Linked DNA regions of Mus musculus: all the other regions are linked to region 2. Evidence: chromatin contacts called from public promoter capture Hi-C data. All regions are on one chromosome and are shown on one strand. The core of a region is the stretch at or near the end of the contact, and the rest is flanking DNA. Distances in the headings are between cores, read along the strand shown. Region 1 holds the start of Spag4 (sperm associated antigen 4). Region 2 holds the start of Mmp24 (matrix metallopeptidase 24). Region 3 overlaps Pigu (phosphatidylinositol glycan anchor biosynthesis, class U).

Region 1 (5,107 bases), core at 943-3,442, 290 kb after region 2:
TAAATGCTGAGGAGGCTTCACCTTCCTCTGTCAGAGAAACTGCAATCCAGTGGAATTTTCGAACAGACCCAGGGCAGGGTCAGATGGGCTTCCTGCTTTGCTTGCCTCCGGGGCTCTATGGAATCTAATGAAACATAGTAATGTCACCTCTCTAGAGCCTGGTACAATACAAGAACCTCCTCTGGACTGGAACACAGCTTAGCAGAACAGACTGTCTTTATACCTCAGCCTCTAAGAACTGCCACTTCCCCAAGCTGATTAGCATTCTAAGTAAGATGTGATGTGAGAAGAAAAACACCGGGTGGGTGCAGGATTTTGGAATTCTGTTTTTGTCATTGTGGTTTTATATAGCTCTAGCTGTCCTGGAACTCTTTATGGAGACTAGACTGGCCTTGAATTCAGAACTCAGAGATCCTTCTACTTTGGCCTCCATAGTGTTAGGATTAAAGAAGTGTGCTACCACCTTGCTGGGTCAGGATTCCCAAATTCAAACCTGTGATGCAACATGATCTCAGAGAAGTAAGTCCTTTTCCCTCGGGAGCTGACAGACTCCCTGTGTAAATCTTGCAGGTTGCACTACATTGTTGCTGTTCCTGGTACAGACATTAATTAGATACAAGCATGTAGTTATTCAAAATGTGGTTCTAGGATAGCAAGATGGCTCAGCAGGTAAAGGCACTTGTTGCCGAGCTTAAAGCTTATTCTCTCTCTGTCTGTCTCTGTCTCTGTCTCTTTCTCTCTCTGTCTCTCTGTCTCTCTGTCCCTCTGTCTCTCTCTCAGCTGGGAGTTGTGGTACATGCCTTTACCTCAGAGCTTGGGAGGTGGGGGAGGCAGGCAGATCTGAGCTCCAGACTGGCTTTGGCTGCATAGTGAGACTCTGTTTTAAAAGTGAATAGGAGGGGCCATAATAAATGTTTTAGTGTGTTGGATGATGCTCTGTTCCTTCCTAATATTTACTGCTTCCCTAAATACTAGGGCACTTACCAGGCTAGACCCGTCTAGGTACTGCAGGATACAGAAGTGAACAAAATCTAGGTGCCATTGTAGCTGGTCATGATGGACATGATGACATGCCCATAGTCTCAGGCTTGGGAGACTGTACCGGGAGTATGGTCCTGACTCGGGACCATCCTGGGTTATATATCCAGTACCAGGCTAGCAAAAGAATCAAAGCAAAACCTCTTGTCTAAATTACATAGGAGATTGGGGCAATGTCATAATCAATAAAATGTGCGGAAGCCCGGGGACCCATGTGCAGATACCCAGCACTGTAGGTAAAAAGCGACAGACCAGAGCTCAGGGGACTGTGATCCCGACTCTGAAGAGAGAGAAACAGCAGAATCCCTAGGACCCGTTGGTTAGCTCTCTAGTCAAACTTGTAAGAGACCGTGACTCAGAACAGAGAGGAGGAGTTGAGATGGCCCAGTGGATAAACCTCACGCTTGCTGCCTAAGCATGAGGACTTGCTTGTAAACCCCGAATCCACATAAACAGAGGGTGCTGTGGTACTTGCCTGTCACTGAAGCTCTGTGGGAGTAGGGACAAGTGGAACCATGGAGTCGTCCCAGCCCTCGTTCAATGGTTCTCAAACTGTGGGTCGGGACCTCCTTTGCAAACCTCTATCTCCAAAAGTTTATTCATAACAGTAGCAAAATTACAGGTTTTCTTTTAAAGACTTATTTATTTTATGTATATGAGTACACAGTTGCTGTCTTCAGACACACCAGAAAAGGGCATCGGATCCCATTACAGATGGTTGTGAGCCACCATGTGGTTGCTGGGAATTGAACTCAGGACCACTGGAAGAGCAGTGAGTGCTCTTAACCGCTGAGCCACCTTTCCAGTCCAACAAAAATATAGTTATGAAATAACAATGAGAATAATTTTATGGTTGGAGGTCACCCAACATGAGGAACTGTATTTAAAGGTCGCAGCATTAGGAAGATTGAGAACCGCTGGGGCCTAGTTGAAAAAACAAAACAAAAAAGTGAGCCCCAGGTTCAGAAAGAGAGAATCTATCTCGAAAGCTAAGGTGGGGAGCAGGAGAAGACAGCAGCAGAGATCAACTTCTGGATGGACACACACACACACACACACACACCCAAACCATGAACAAAAATGTATCAGGAAAGGGGGATGGGCTGCTGGCTCCCAGTGACGTCACGGGCGCTCTGTGACGCGGCTCCTCTGTGACGGTGACAACAGCACAGCAGCGGGAGGGTCGGCCGAGCCGCCGCGGGGCTCACGCAGGGTGCTACCCTGCGGCGCGAGGCAGCTGAGGAAGGGCCGAGGGCTTTGGCTGCGGCGACTTCGGCTTCCCAGAGGGGTAGCCCAGGTCAGGATGCGGCGGAGCCCCCGCTCAGGCTCGGCCGCATCCTCTCATAATCACACACCCAACTTCTACAGCGAGAACAGCAATAGTTCCCACAGCGCGACTTCGGGGGACAGCAATGGGCGCCGGTCCGCTGGGCCGGAGCTCGGGGAGCCCGAGGGCAGAAGGGCCCGGGGCTCGAGCTGTGGTGAGCCCGCCTTAAGCCCAGGAATGCCCGGAGGAGACACATGGGCAGGAAGCTCTCGGCCGAAGCTGGCGCCTCGGAGCCACAATGGGCAGACCGCCTGTGGCGCGGCAACCGTGAGGGGCGGGGCCTCGGGTGCGGGCGGGGTCGAACCCGGGGGCGAGAGGGCGGGGCGGGCTCGGGGGCGGGGCCCGGCGCGGACCTGGGTGCAGAAGCCCCGACCTGGCTCACGAGGGGACGTGCTCGACACGTGTCCCTCGGGGGCGAGCTCGGTGCCATGGCCGGTCCCGGGAGGGGGCGGAGGAAATCCTGTGCCTGGGCATGGCTGAGGAGGTGCCGCAGGGCCGGCGTGAGTGTGACCCTAGTCCGGCCGCACGGGGACTCAGACTGGGGGGCGGTTTCCACTGATTGAGACTCTCCAGCTCCGGGTCTGGGCGTGTGCAGGGAGTGTGACCTGGGGCAAAGGCCTGGACTAAAAGCCTGTTTGAGAGGCTGCCCAGCTGTTTGGCACTAGGGTCAGGAGCCTGCGCCCGGGCCCCGAGGGGAAGAGCGGGCCTGTGGTGCACAAAACCTCAATGGTGCCCTGGGCTCTTGCAGAACCGTCTGGATCTTCTGTAGTTTTGGAGGAACAACTCAACCTTCTCCCGATCCTGGATCTGAGGCAGGAGATGCCTACCCCGAGGGTGTCCAAGAGCTTCCTGAGTACGAGCCAGGCCAGCCCCATCCCCTCTGACCTTGGCACTCAGAACCCCATTTCTGCTGAGTCTGAGTCAGAGAAACCAGCCCAGATGCCCTTTGACCTCTGCTCTCGGACCCCCGCCCCTGTTCCCAGTTCTCCTCCTCGAGCCTGTGCCCTAGTGTCCAGCCTCAGCTCATTTCCCCAAACGACCCTTGCCTCCTGAGCCCCAGACTCTTGTCCTCCGCACCACCCCAGTCCCCACCCCGGCTTCTCTTGAGCCCTTCTGAACCTGCACTACCTCACCTTCATGGATCACCCTCTCTGAGCTGCTTCTCCGGTCTCCGTCCCTAGGCCTCCTCTTTCAGGTGCTGAGCATGGTGTTATCCCTGGCAGTCGATGGGCTGGTCTGTGTGTGCAGGTCAGAGGGAACGGCAGGGCTCAGGGAAGGGCAGCAGGGCTGGCCCCACCCAGGCTAGAGCAGATCCAGATCTGCTTGAGTTCCCAGAAACTGGGCGGGTCTAGGACCCCCACGGTCGAGGCTTGAGTGGTTCAGGGCCTCTAGGCAGCAGCTTCCACTCCTGTTCTTTAGGGAAATCTGCTCCATCCGCTTCCTGTTCACTGCTGTGTCGCTCCTGAGCATCTTTCTGGCAGGTGAGGAGCATCGATTCCCTGGGACCCAGCTCTGCAGGTTTGGGGCCAAGTCCAGCCCCCCCCCCCCGAACTCCGTCTTGGTGGCCTTCAGCCCATTCTAGTGACCCCCCCCATCTTGGTCTCCCGAGTGTGCTCCGGCAGCCCTAGGTTTCACCCCAACTCCTTGCTTTCTTCCTTGTCCTCTTACATCAGAGGACACCTTTCCTCTTTTTCTTCCTCCAGCACTCTGGTGGGGGCTCCTGTACCTGATCCCTCCTTTGGAGAACGTGAGTTGGGGAGACCTATGTCTCCAGGTGGGGTGAGGTTGTGTGTATGTGGGGGGCATCCCTGGGCTGTTGGGATGGGGGCAGTGTAGGAAGCACTGAGTATAAATCCCCATGGGCCAACCAAGAATGGTAGGGCAATGTTGACAGAGAAGGGTGCTTACTGGTCCCTTCCTCCACAGGAACCTACGGAGATGCTGACTCTAAGGTGAAAGGGCAGCTGGGGCAGGCCTGGGCAACACTGGCAATGCCTCTGTGGGTGCTTTCTGAGAGGAATGCACAGGGACAGGTAGCTAACTGCATGGTACCCACCTCCCAACTACAGCCAATACCACCACCGCGTGCATTCCCAGGGCCAGCAACTGCAGCAGCTCCAGGCAGAACTGAATAAACTCCACAAGGAGGTGTCCAGCGTTCGTGCAGCCCACAGTGAGGTGGGCTATGGCCCAGCTGGGAGGCTCAGGGGTCTAGCTGTGTTCACTTGGAAGACTGGGTCCCAGTGTGGGGAATCTTTCTCAAGGCCCTTAAGTTCCTACCTCAGAGCATCGAGTTACTGAGAAGCAGGCCTGCCTATAAGCTAGTTCACAGTCCTCCTGGGTCACCCTCTGCCTTTCTAGAGAGTGGCCAAGCTCGTGTTCCAGAGGCTGAATGAAGACTTCGTGCGCAAACCTGACTATGCACTGAGCTCTGTGGGTAAGACACAGAGAGATGTGGAAAGAGCTGGAGTGACGGTCCTAGACAGCCATTCTACCGCGCTGTTGAGAAGTCCCAGTAGGAGCCCCTGAAATTGACTTGTGCCTGTTCCAGGAGCCTCCATCGACCTGGAGAAGACGTCCAGTGACTACGAGGACCAGAACACTGCCTACTTCTGGAACCGCTTGAGCTTCTGGAACTATGCCCGCCCGCCTTCTGTCATATTGGAGGTGGGCCTGGAGCCAGAGGGCTTGGGGACAGTACCAAGGGGCAAGAGCTGGGGACAGGAGTCAGCCTGGTGCAGG
Region 2 (4,541 bases), core at 193-2,692:
ATCTCTAAGACCGTGCAGTAGCTCCCAGTTTCCAGAGGTCTAACTCCTAGCTCCTTGCCACCTCCCCCAGGCTAGTCCTCGCCAGGAGGACTCCAGATCTGTGAAAATGCCATAGTCCACCTTCTGCACTGCCCATCACCTCCTTTCATGTCCTTTGTCACCTCATCCTTTACCATCCTAGCAGACAAGATGTGCTTTGAGGCCAGAGCACTCCAGCTGCACCCTTATGAATCATGTATGTTTGGCAAACTTATCCAGAGCCTCCTCTTTATCCTAAAGTGGTTTACGATAACAACCTGTTTTCACGGAGCTTCTCACAGGACTTCGGGAGGAATAATTCAGTGACGGGCTTAGCCCGATGCCTGGGATGTAGTAGGCATTCAATAACTAGTAGCTGGTGTTGGGATCTGTGTGTCCTTTTATGGAGGCTCTCATCATGCTCTGCCTTGGGAGAGGACTAACACGGAACACTTATTAAATTCTGAGGCACGACGGTACACAGGAGTAGTGAGGGCAACATTTTATAAAACGGAGATGAGCCAGTGCTTGCACACAGGTCTGTGTATGTCCCTGTTCCACACCTCCAAACTACCAAACAACCACAACGTACACATTATCTCTGTAGATCTCTGTAGTCACCCCATAGGGACCCACAGACACCACACACACACACACACACTGCCCCGACCCTCCCCCTTGTTTAATTCCAGCCTTTCCTCCAGAGCATTGGTAGAGCCCCACTGTCTCCTACATACCTACCTCCGGCCTCCCTAAGCCGGGACCCCTGGAATCCTTTCTGATACTTGGTATCCTGTTTGTCTCAGTGCTTACGGTTTCTCACTAGGTGTAACCTTCTACACCTTGGCCCAGGAGCCTCCCTTTTCACTTTAGTAGCCCCAGAAGCCCAGGGCACTGCTGGTGTTCCATAGAAGGTGTTCCACAAATGTGGGACATTCAGGGGGTGGGTGATCCCTCTCCCTCTGAGGGGTAAAGGAGCGAACTTCCCAGAGGGGTCTCCCGACCCCAGTGAAGCACTGCCCAGGTTTGCTCTTCTTGGTTCTCAGCACCACCCCTCTTAAGCCCCCGAAACCCTTTCTCCGATGTCAAGCATTTTTGAGCTCGTTTTCTTCCAAACCCGGCGGTCTCCCCAGACCCCTTTTCTCCAGTGTTAAGCCTCAGCCCTTCTCCCCCAGGGCTAGCCTGGGGTTACAGACCCGGGGCCCGGCCAGCCGCCCTAGGGCCAGAATTATTTATCTGGCCTCTTCACCCTCCCTCAGGGTTGCCCTCTTTGCACCCGGGGCCTGGAGCGAGCGCCTCCCGCAGCCCCGCCGCTGCCGCCTCCCGCAGGTCCCGTTCGGGCGCTGCCCCCGCGCCCCCGGCCGCCCCTCGCCGGGGCGGGGCGCGCGGAGGCGGGGGCGCGCGGCGGCCGAGGCGGCGGCGGCAGGCGGGCCAGGCGCGCGTCCGCGGCGCCGTGACTCGGCGGCTCCGCAGCGGCTGCAGCGGGAGGACCCGGCCGGAGCCGCCGCCGCCGCCGCCGCCATCGCAGCCGGGCGGCCGGGCCCCCGCCGCCGGGATGCCGAGGAGCCGGGGCGGCCGCGCTGCGCCGGGCCAGGCCTCGCGCTGGAGCGGCTGGCGGGCCCCGGGGCGGCTGCTGCCGCTGCTGCCCGCGCTCTGCTGCCTCGCGGCGGCGGCGGGGGCCGGGAAGCCGGCCGGGGCGGACGCGCCCTTCGCTGGGCAGGTGGGCAGGCGCGCGGGGTCGAGGCCGGGGCCGGGGCTGGGCAGGGGGCGGCACCGACCGGGCCTGGTTCGGGGTGCCTGGCGCCGGGTCAGCGCGAGGGCCGGGCGGGGCCCGCGGGCCGGGCTCCGTTCAGCACCGCGGACAGAGGCAGCGGGCGGGGGCGGAGCGGAGGGTCGAGGTGGCCGCGGTGACGGTGGGGCGTGTGGCCTGCAAGGCTGTGTGTGAGGGAAACCGTACGCCTCGGAGTAAATAGTAAGCGCAGCCAGTGTGTTGTGGGCTGGAGGAGAAGCCGAGGATGTTGGAGCTGGAGAAGGGGGAGGGAAGAGGGCGAGGAAGGACCGGATCGCGGTCTTGGTAGCTGAAGGGCCGTCGGGATAGGCGAGATCAGCGTGGCCCCACCGGGCAGAGCTGAGGCCAACGGACCGTGGGGGGTGGGGGATTACAAGAAGGCACATTTCGGCCCAAGGCAGGAAGTTTTTAACAATTGGAGGTGCTCAGCCAGCCCAGGAGGCGGTGAGCTGCTCATCACTGGCATGTGCAAGTAGGAGCTCCAAGAGGGGATTGGATGGATGCATGCATAATGCCTGCATGGATACATGCATAATAACAACCGTGCACTATGGGCCAGACTTGGCGCTATGTTTGATAGGAATTAGCTTATTTAACCCCAGCATGTATCCTGTGAGCTTGTTGTAGCACCTGTCCCCATTTTACAGATGAGGATAGAGACCCTGAGAGCTTAAGCAATTCGCTCAAGGTCACAGAGCTAGTGGTTTGACTCTAGTCTGTTTCATGTTTAAGCCAGGACATTATGTCGTATAAGGTCCGGGACAGTTGTACTAATTTTGTTGCTGTCTCCCAGCCTAGAAGCCTGCAATTCTAAAAAAAAAAAAAAAAAATAATGTTGAACCAGTGTTAACGTTGCTGGAGGAAATTGGTGATTGCCTGAATTATCCCGAGAGAAGTGTGTTTGTTAAGTAGACAGGCTGTTTAGAAGAATCTGCCAGAACAGCAGTTTTTAACTGGGCAAGGGACTCAAGGGATCATAAATTCTCTGAAATTTTCTGCTAATTTGTGTTTATATGTGAAAAATGTGTGTTTTTCTAGAAGGGAAGCTCCCGATTTCCTCAGCCTCTCCAAAGATGACATGTTTAAAGAAAATTTAGGATGTGTGAAAGAATCCTTTGCCGAGCTAATAGTCTGCCTCTTCAGGGTTTATAATCATTAGCTGACTTTCAATGAAAACTTTCTCTAGTTTGTGCTTTTAGCTCTATCAAAGTGACGTGGTTCATGGCTTTTCACCGTAGCAAAAGCAGGATTCTTCCAGACTTCCTGAGTGTGTGCAGGGTGAAGCAGAAGGGTCTGCCCTGGGGTTTAGTATGTGTGGGCTCTCACCTGATCTTACCCCTGGCGGCTTTGTGACTTTGATCTCTCACCATCTCTGAAGATGGAGCTGAATGAGCTCAATTTGGAGACCTTTTTATGTCTGTGGTATTTTGCACATTAGGAGAATACAGTTTGCTTAGATGTGTCAGGATTTGAAGGGAAGGTTATGTTTACACAGCACTTGTCCATACCAACCTTACAGGCTTCCATTATCCCACCTCTCCCACCCTTCTCCATTCCCAGCCTAAGCTTTCCCATCATGAAGGGCCACCTCCCGGAACAGTCACCTGACCTCTGTCTCCAGGTGTGGAGTTCTTTCTTTTGTAGAGAAAGGATACCTTCTTTTCTTCTCAGGTCCTGTCCTGCTACTATTCATCCCATCCTTAGATCTTCTGAGCAGTGCTCGTTTGGCCACTGCCTTTGGGAAACAATCCACAGAGCACCCTGATCCCTTTCACAGGTCAAACCCGATAGCCTGGAACACAACACCTTGTGTGTGGAGTACTGTTATCTGCACTGACTTACGTTTCTCCACATTGGTGTCCCACTGACGTCTTTTCGTCCCCCTTCTCCCAGCCCTCCCCCCATTTGGCATAGCATTTCCTTACCTGAGAGGGTTTAATATGAGCTGGAGCCTGGAAATTTTCTCTTTGCTCTACTTTTTCTGGATCACTTATAAAAAATTAAGTCAGACGTGTCCCGGCATGGTCTCTAGGGGCCTCTTGGACTCCTTACCCTTTCCGTTCAGAGAAGGGACGACTGGCTGTTCCCATCTGCTCTTCCCTATCCCTAAGTGCATTCTCAGGTCTTGGTGGAAGCATGGCCATCCCAGTCCATTTAAAATATCTAATATGCTAGCCAAAACTCCTAGAAATTATTGAGGTAATTTACATCTAATTATCCCTTACTGAACACTGATGGGTGAGACTGCTGGGACCTTACCATTGCTTTTCAGCCTACAGATAATGTTGCTTTCTCCTCTTTCTGGCTTGAGGTCCCTGGAGTCTGACCCCTCCCTATCTCCCCATTAGCAGGCCGTATCTCCCACTGTTCATAGATAATGCATCTCGACCCCAGACAAGTATGCCTCTCATTTACCCTAAGACAGGCTGCCAGGGTTCCCCGGGCATGGTCCTGTGTTGTTCACTGCTGCACCTCCGCCCATTCATCAGAAACCTCTCCTTAGGGCTCTTGATCACACTTGCCTCTCTCTCTGGGAAACCCCCTCCCATCTCCCAGCATTGCTTACTCCTCTCAGGGGAACACCGAGAGGCAGCCCCAGCCATTGTGCCATTAAATTTTTTGGAAACACCCATTGTTTAGGGAGGAAAAATGTTATGGATCTCGGGCAAGTTTCTTCTCCACCAAGATCTAACACTGTCCCTGAGCCTGAGCACTCATCTGTGTAAGCCTTCTG
Region 3 (4,378 bases), core at 1,398-3,897, 470 kb before region 2:
TCATGGGATACAGATACACTCCACCATACCTGATTGTATTGTGGGGCACTGGGAATGAAACCCGGTCAAGTATTCTACCAACTGTGCTCTGCTTGCTGTCCCCTAGCCCCAGTAATTTTTATCCTACTGAATCCATCTTTAGTCAATGGGAAACTCTTCAGGTTGGATCTTGAGTCCTTTTGGGGTGAATTTAGTAGCGGCTGGTGACTTGTTATCTGGTGTCACAACATTCTATGATCACCCTGTACTGCAATCACCCTTTCTCTAAGAAACTCATTTAAGGGTGAATGGTGTCTCTAGATCACAGCATGGGCACTAAGGATGTAGTAGATTGATTCTACTACACCTTTTAGCGAGCATAGGATGCATAGACACAAACAAAAACAGGTATCAATGCCTGCGGGCAGAACAGGCAACAAGCACGACAGCGATGAAGCATGGGGACTGTGGTAAGGTTAAGAGGAGATGTTCTATGTGAAGAAGACGGAGCTTTAAATTCTTCAAAAGAAGCCAGAAAGGCTGATGGGATAATTCATATCAGCAAAGGGCTTGCCATGCAAATATAAGGACCTGCGTTTGATTCCCAAAACTTATGCAAATCACTGCTGGGTGTGGTGCTGTGTGCTTGCAATCCCAGCCCTGGGGAGGTAGACACAGGGGGATTTCATGGATGCATTGGCTAAACAGCATAGCCTATTTGCTGAGTTCTCAGCCAGTGACAGACCCTGTCTCAAAACAAAAACAAACAAAATAAATGTGGCCCTATTTGAAGGTTCATGGATATGTACACCCAATATCCCAGAGGTATACTATTACTAACATATATATAAACATTTAGGGACAATTATTCTCAAATTGCTTGTTGAGAGTTTCTCGGGACAGAATCCAAACCTTGTTACAGAAGGGAGAGGGTTTTTCAGGGCTAGACACTGACCTGTGCTAGTGCTCCATCACTGGGCTTTATTTAATTCAAGTCCCTCGCCTCAGTGCTCTAAAACATCTCCATAGAAACCATTTTCTTCCATGATATGAAAAGGGGAAAAGCCAGTTATGAGACTCAAGCTGCCTAGTAGATTAGCCAAATTGGGGATTATGGGTTCAAGTGAGATATCCTGCCTACCCCAATATACATGGTAGAGAGTGATCAACGAAATCAGTCAATATCATCCTCTGGCATCTATAGGCAGACACATACATGTTCATGTGTATCTGCACACACACTTGTCTCCCACACATGTAAACACATACACATATTTACATGAAAAAGGTTATGTTTTTAAAAATTCATCTTAAATTTGCACTCCCCATTACTTGAGTGTATATATGTGTGCCTTTGTGTGTGTGCACATATGGGTGCACATAGTGTTACCCCTTATCTAACAGAGCAGTAGCTCATCTCTCTCTCTCTCTCTCTCTCTCTCTCTCTCTCTCTTTCTTTCTTTTCAGACAGGGTCTCTCACTAGCCTGGAACATAATGAAGGGTTAGAGTAGCTGACTAGTGAGTGAGGCAGACGGACCAGAAGTTCAGTGCTTTGATTTGCCCTGTATTTTGCCTATTTAGAAAAAGGAAAAAGCTAACACACCTGCCACCTCAGCCCGGAGCCGTACAGGAAGCAAAGAGAAAATGCTGGGGAATTGGAGCAGGATATAAAACCTCTAAATAAGGGCCTCTCTTAAAGAAGGCCTGGGAAGATGCAATTGCAAATTGTCAAGAAAAACCTGATGGGACTGACCCCCTTGTGAGGCATCACGAATGACCTCAGACACAGAAAAGTATGGAAACCATAGGCTTAAGTTCTTCAATTCAAAGACAAGAGGTCAGATTGTATTTAAAAAAAAAAAAAAAAAACAGAATCAAAAGAGTGCCTACAAAAGAGCCTGGTGTCTGTTGTTGCCATTGACAGAGAACTGGGTCTCAAAGCACTCATGGGGATCCAAGGCTGTAAGAATTCCAAGTGGGGCTGGAGAGATGGCTCAGCAGTTAAGAGCACCGACTGCTCCTCTACAGGTTCTGAGTTCAATTCCCAGCCAACTACATGGTGGCTCACAACCATCTGTAATGGGATCCAATGCCCTTTCTGGTGTGTCTGAAGACAGCAATACACTCACATACATGAAATAAATAAATCTTTAAAAAAAAAAAAAAGAATTACAAGCAAAATGCTCACTTTGGCAGCACATATTTTAAACTGGAATGATGTGCATGCATGTTACACAGGATGACACGCAAACTCATGAAGTGTTCCATATTTGTAAGATTCTCCGAGGTCCAAAAGGACATGTAGGAGATTTTTTTTCCTAATTTTAAAAGATTTATTTTTATTTCCTGTGCACTGGTGTTTTGCCTGCATGTCTGTCTGTGTGAGGGTGTTGGATCACAGACAGTTGTGAGTTGCCACGTGGATGCTGGGAATTGAACGTGGGTTCTCTGAAAGAACAGCCAGGGCTAACAGCCATGGAGTCATCTCTTCAGCCCCTATGTAGGAAATTTTAATCTCAGAGAGAGAGAGAGACAGAGACAGAGACAGACAGAGAGATCAGACAGAGAGAGAATTCCAAGCAAAATGGAGGAGGGAAGAAAAAACCTTCCTGGATGGTACCAGGAACTCCTTTAGCCTGACCCCTAGTGTCCCTCACCAACATCACAGCCTCAAGCCTTTTCTCCCCTCCCCCACTTCTTTGTTTTGTTTTGCTTTGATTGCTATGTTGCCCATGCTAGCCTGGACCCCTTTATGTAATCAGGCTGGCCCCAAACTTAGGACAATCCCCCTGCTTCAGTCACCTGCGGGCTGGAGTTACAAATGTGTATCACTATGAGGGGCTCAACCCAGGTTCTCAGTCTTGTGCACTAAGCTTGTTTTTCACTGTGGATTCCAGTGCTGAGAGCATACCAGGGCTCTCTGTTTTATTCTGCGTGCTATCAGATCATACACTGTAAGCGTCTCTCTAATTTGGAAACTAGGCTCCAAGCCAAGGTCAAAGGAAGAGCAGGGCTGGGGGAAGGGACCAGATGGGCTCAAACTATCATTTTCATCAGTGACTCACCAGGGAGCCAGATGCAGCATCCCTGCTTCTGACCCTGTGTCTCCTGAGGGAACAGAAAAACAGCCTTTGCCTCTGGTTCTGACGAGACACGAGCTTATCCACTAGCTACATTTTGCAGTCTCTAGAAGCTACCAGCAAAATCAAGGCAGATTTAAGTTGTCAAAAGAGGAAGCACACTAACTTTATAGAGCTCCTTTGCTTCTAGAAGAGAAGTAGTTTTCTTTCCCTACATTGCTCCACATATTTACAAGCTGGTAACCGTTTGTTCCATGACCACGTTGTTGTCATGTGATACCAAGTAACTATACTACCAAGCTCCCATTATACTATATTCTACGTACCCAACATGTATTAACCGTTTCAACAGGTGCCATTATCCCACTTTACATTTCAAAGCTTTATTTATAATTACTATATTATTATTATCATTGTATATATGTGTGTTTGTGTATGTGTCTGTGTATGTGCATGATCCAGAAGCATGGTACGCTCATGCCTTGGTGTGGGTGTGGAAGTCAGGAGACCACTTTGGGAAATGAGGAATCTTCTTCCACTGTGGGCTCAGGGGATCTGACCCAGGTTGTCAGGCTTATGTGGCAACTGCTTTATGGGCTGATCCATCTTGCTGGCCCATTATCCTATTTTATAACTAAGGAAACTAAAGAAGAAAGCTAGACCAAGGATGTCTGAACCAAGATGTCAGAAACTGTCTCCTAGTCCCTTTGTCTTGTTCTGAGAAATCTCAAGTACAGAAGAAAGGTTGACATGATACAACCATCACTCCTTTATCACTTAGTATCTACATAGTATCTATTACCTATTTTCATCTATTATCTATATAGTATCTATTACCTATTTTCATCTATTATCTATATAGTATCTATTACCTATTTTCTTTCTCTCCCTCCCTCCCTCTCTCTCTCTCTCTCTCTCTCTCTCTCTCTCTCTCTCTCTCTCTCTCTCTCTCTCTTTCTTTCTTTCTTTCTTTCTTTCTTTCTTTCTTTCTTTCTCTTTTTTGGGGGGTGGTGCGAAACAGGGTTTCTCTGTATAACCCGGGGTGTCCTGGAACTCACTCTGTAGACCAAGCTGGCCTCGAACTCAGAAATCCACCTGCCTCTGCTTCCCAAGTGCCAGGGTTAAAGGCGTGAGCCACCACCGCCCCACTATCTATTTTCATCTGTTATCTATACAGTATCTATTTATTTATTATCTCTTATCTATATGGTATCTATTATCTATTTTTATCTATTATCTATGTAGTAACTATTATCTACTTATCATCTATTTAGTTTTATTTTTCATTTTATACCTTGTTTAAATTTTAAACCTTGCT

Evidence for each region. Promoter capture Hi-C pulls out the DNA fragments that hold promoters and counts their contacts.
Region 1: a promoter capture Hi-C map of liver shows a contact between it and region 2, with 3 times the contacts expected there. The contact joins the promoter of Spag4 here to the promoter of Mmp24 in region 2. A contact is called at or near these places in 4 of 39 promoter capture datasets (fetal liver, hippocampal neurons and liver), 1 of 484 Hi-C or Micro-C datasets (embryonic stem cells) and 1 of 9 other capture datasets (liver).
Region 3: a contact with region 2 is called in a promoter capture Hi-C map of liver, with 2.1 times the contacts expected there. The contact joins the enhancer-like site here to the promoter of Mmp24 in region 2. A contact is called at or near these places in 3 of 39 promoter capture datasets (hematopoietic stem and progenitor cells and liver).

What each region holds. Positions count from the first base shown.
Region 1 is chr2:156,063,021-156,068,127 of GRCm38.p6, forward strand. It overlaps Spag4 (sperm associated antigen 4), which reads left to right and starts at 2,193. Exons shown (of 12, transcript NM_139151.4): 1 at 2,193-2,651; 2 at 3,114-3,218; 3 at 3,547-3,613; 4 at 3,785-3,846; 5 at 4,069-4,112; 6 at 4,292-4,317; 7 at 4,435-4,543; 8 at 4,727-4,802; 9 at 4,917-5,032. The coding sequence starts at 2,342. Gm39970 (a long non-coding RNA gene) reads right to left here and starts at 1,594. Exons shown (of 3, transcript XR_866890.1): 1 at 985-1,594.
Region 2 is chr2:155,773,900-155,778,440 of GRCm38.p6, forward strand. It overlaps Mmp24 (matrix metallopeptidase 24), which reads left to right and starts at 1,443. Exons shown (of 9, transcript NM_010808.4): 1 at 1,443-1,738. The coding sequence starts at 1,574.
Region 3 is chr2:155,306,479-155,310,856 of GRCm38.p6, forward strand. All of the region lies in intron 7 of Pigu (phosphatidylinositol glycan anchor biosynthesis, class U), which reads right to left. Among named protein-coding and RNA genes, the nearest start is that of Map1lc3a, 32 kb to the left of the region's middle. Within about 2 kb of position 2,648, at least 122 of the 459 cell types and tissues checked have an H3K27ac peak or open chromatin away from gene starts, as enhancers often do. A contact at or near this core is called in liver, where this site is marked.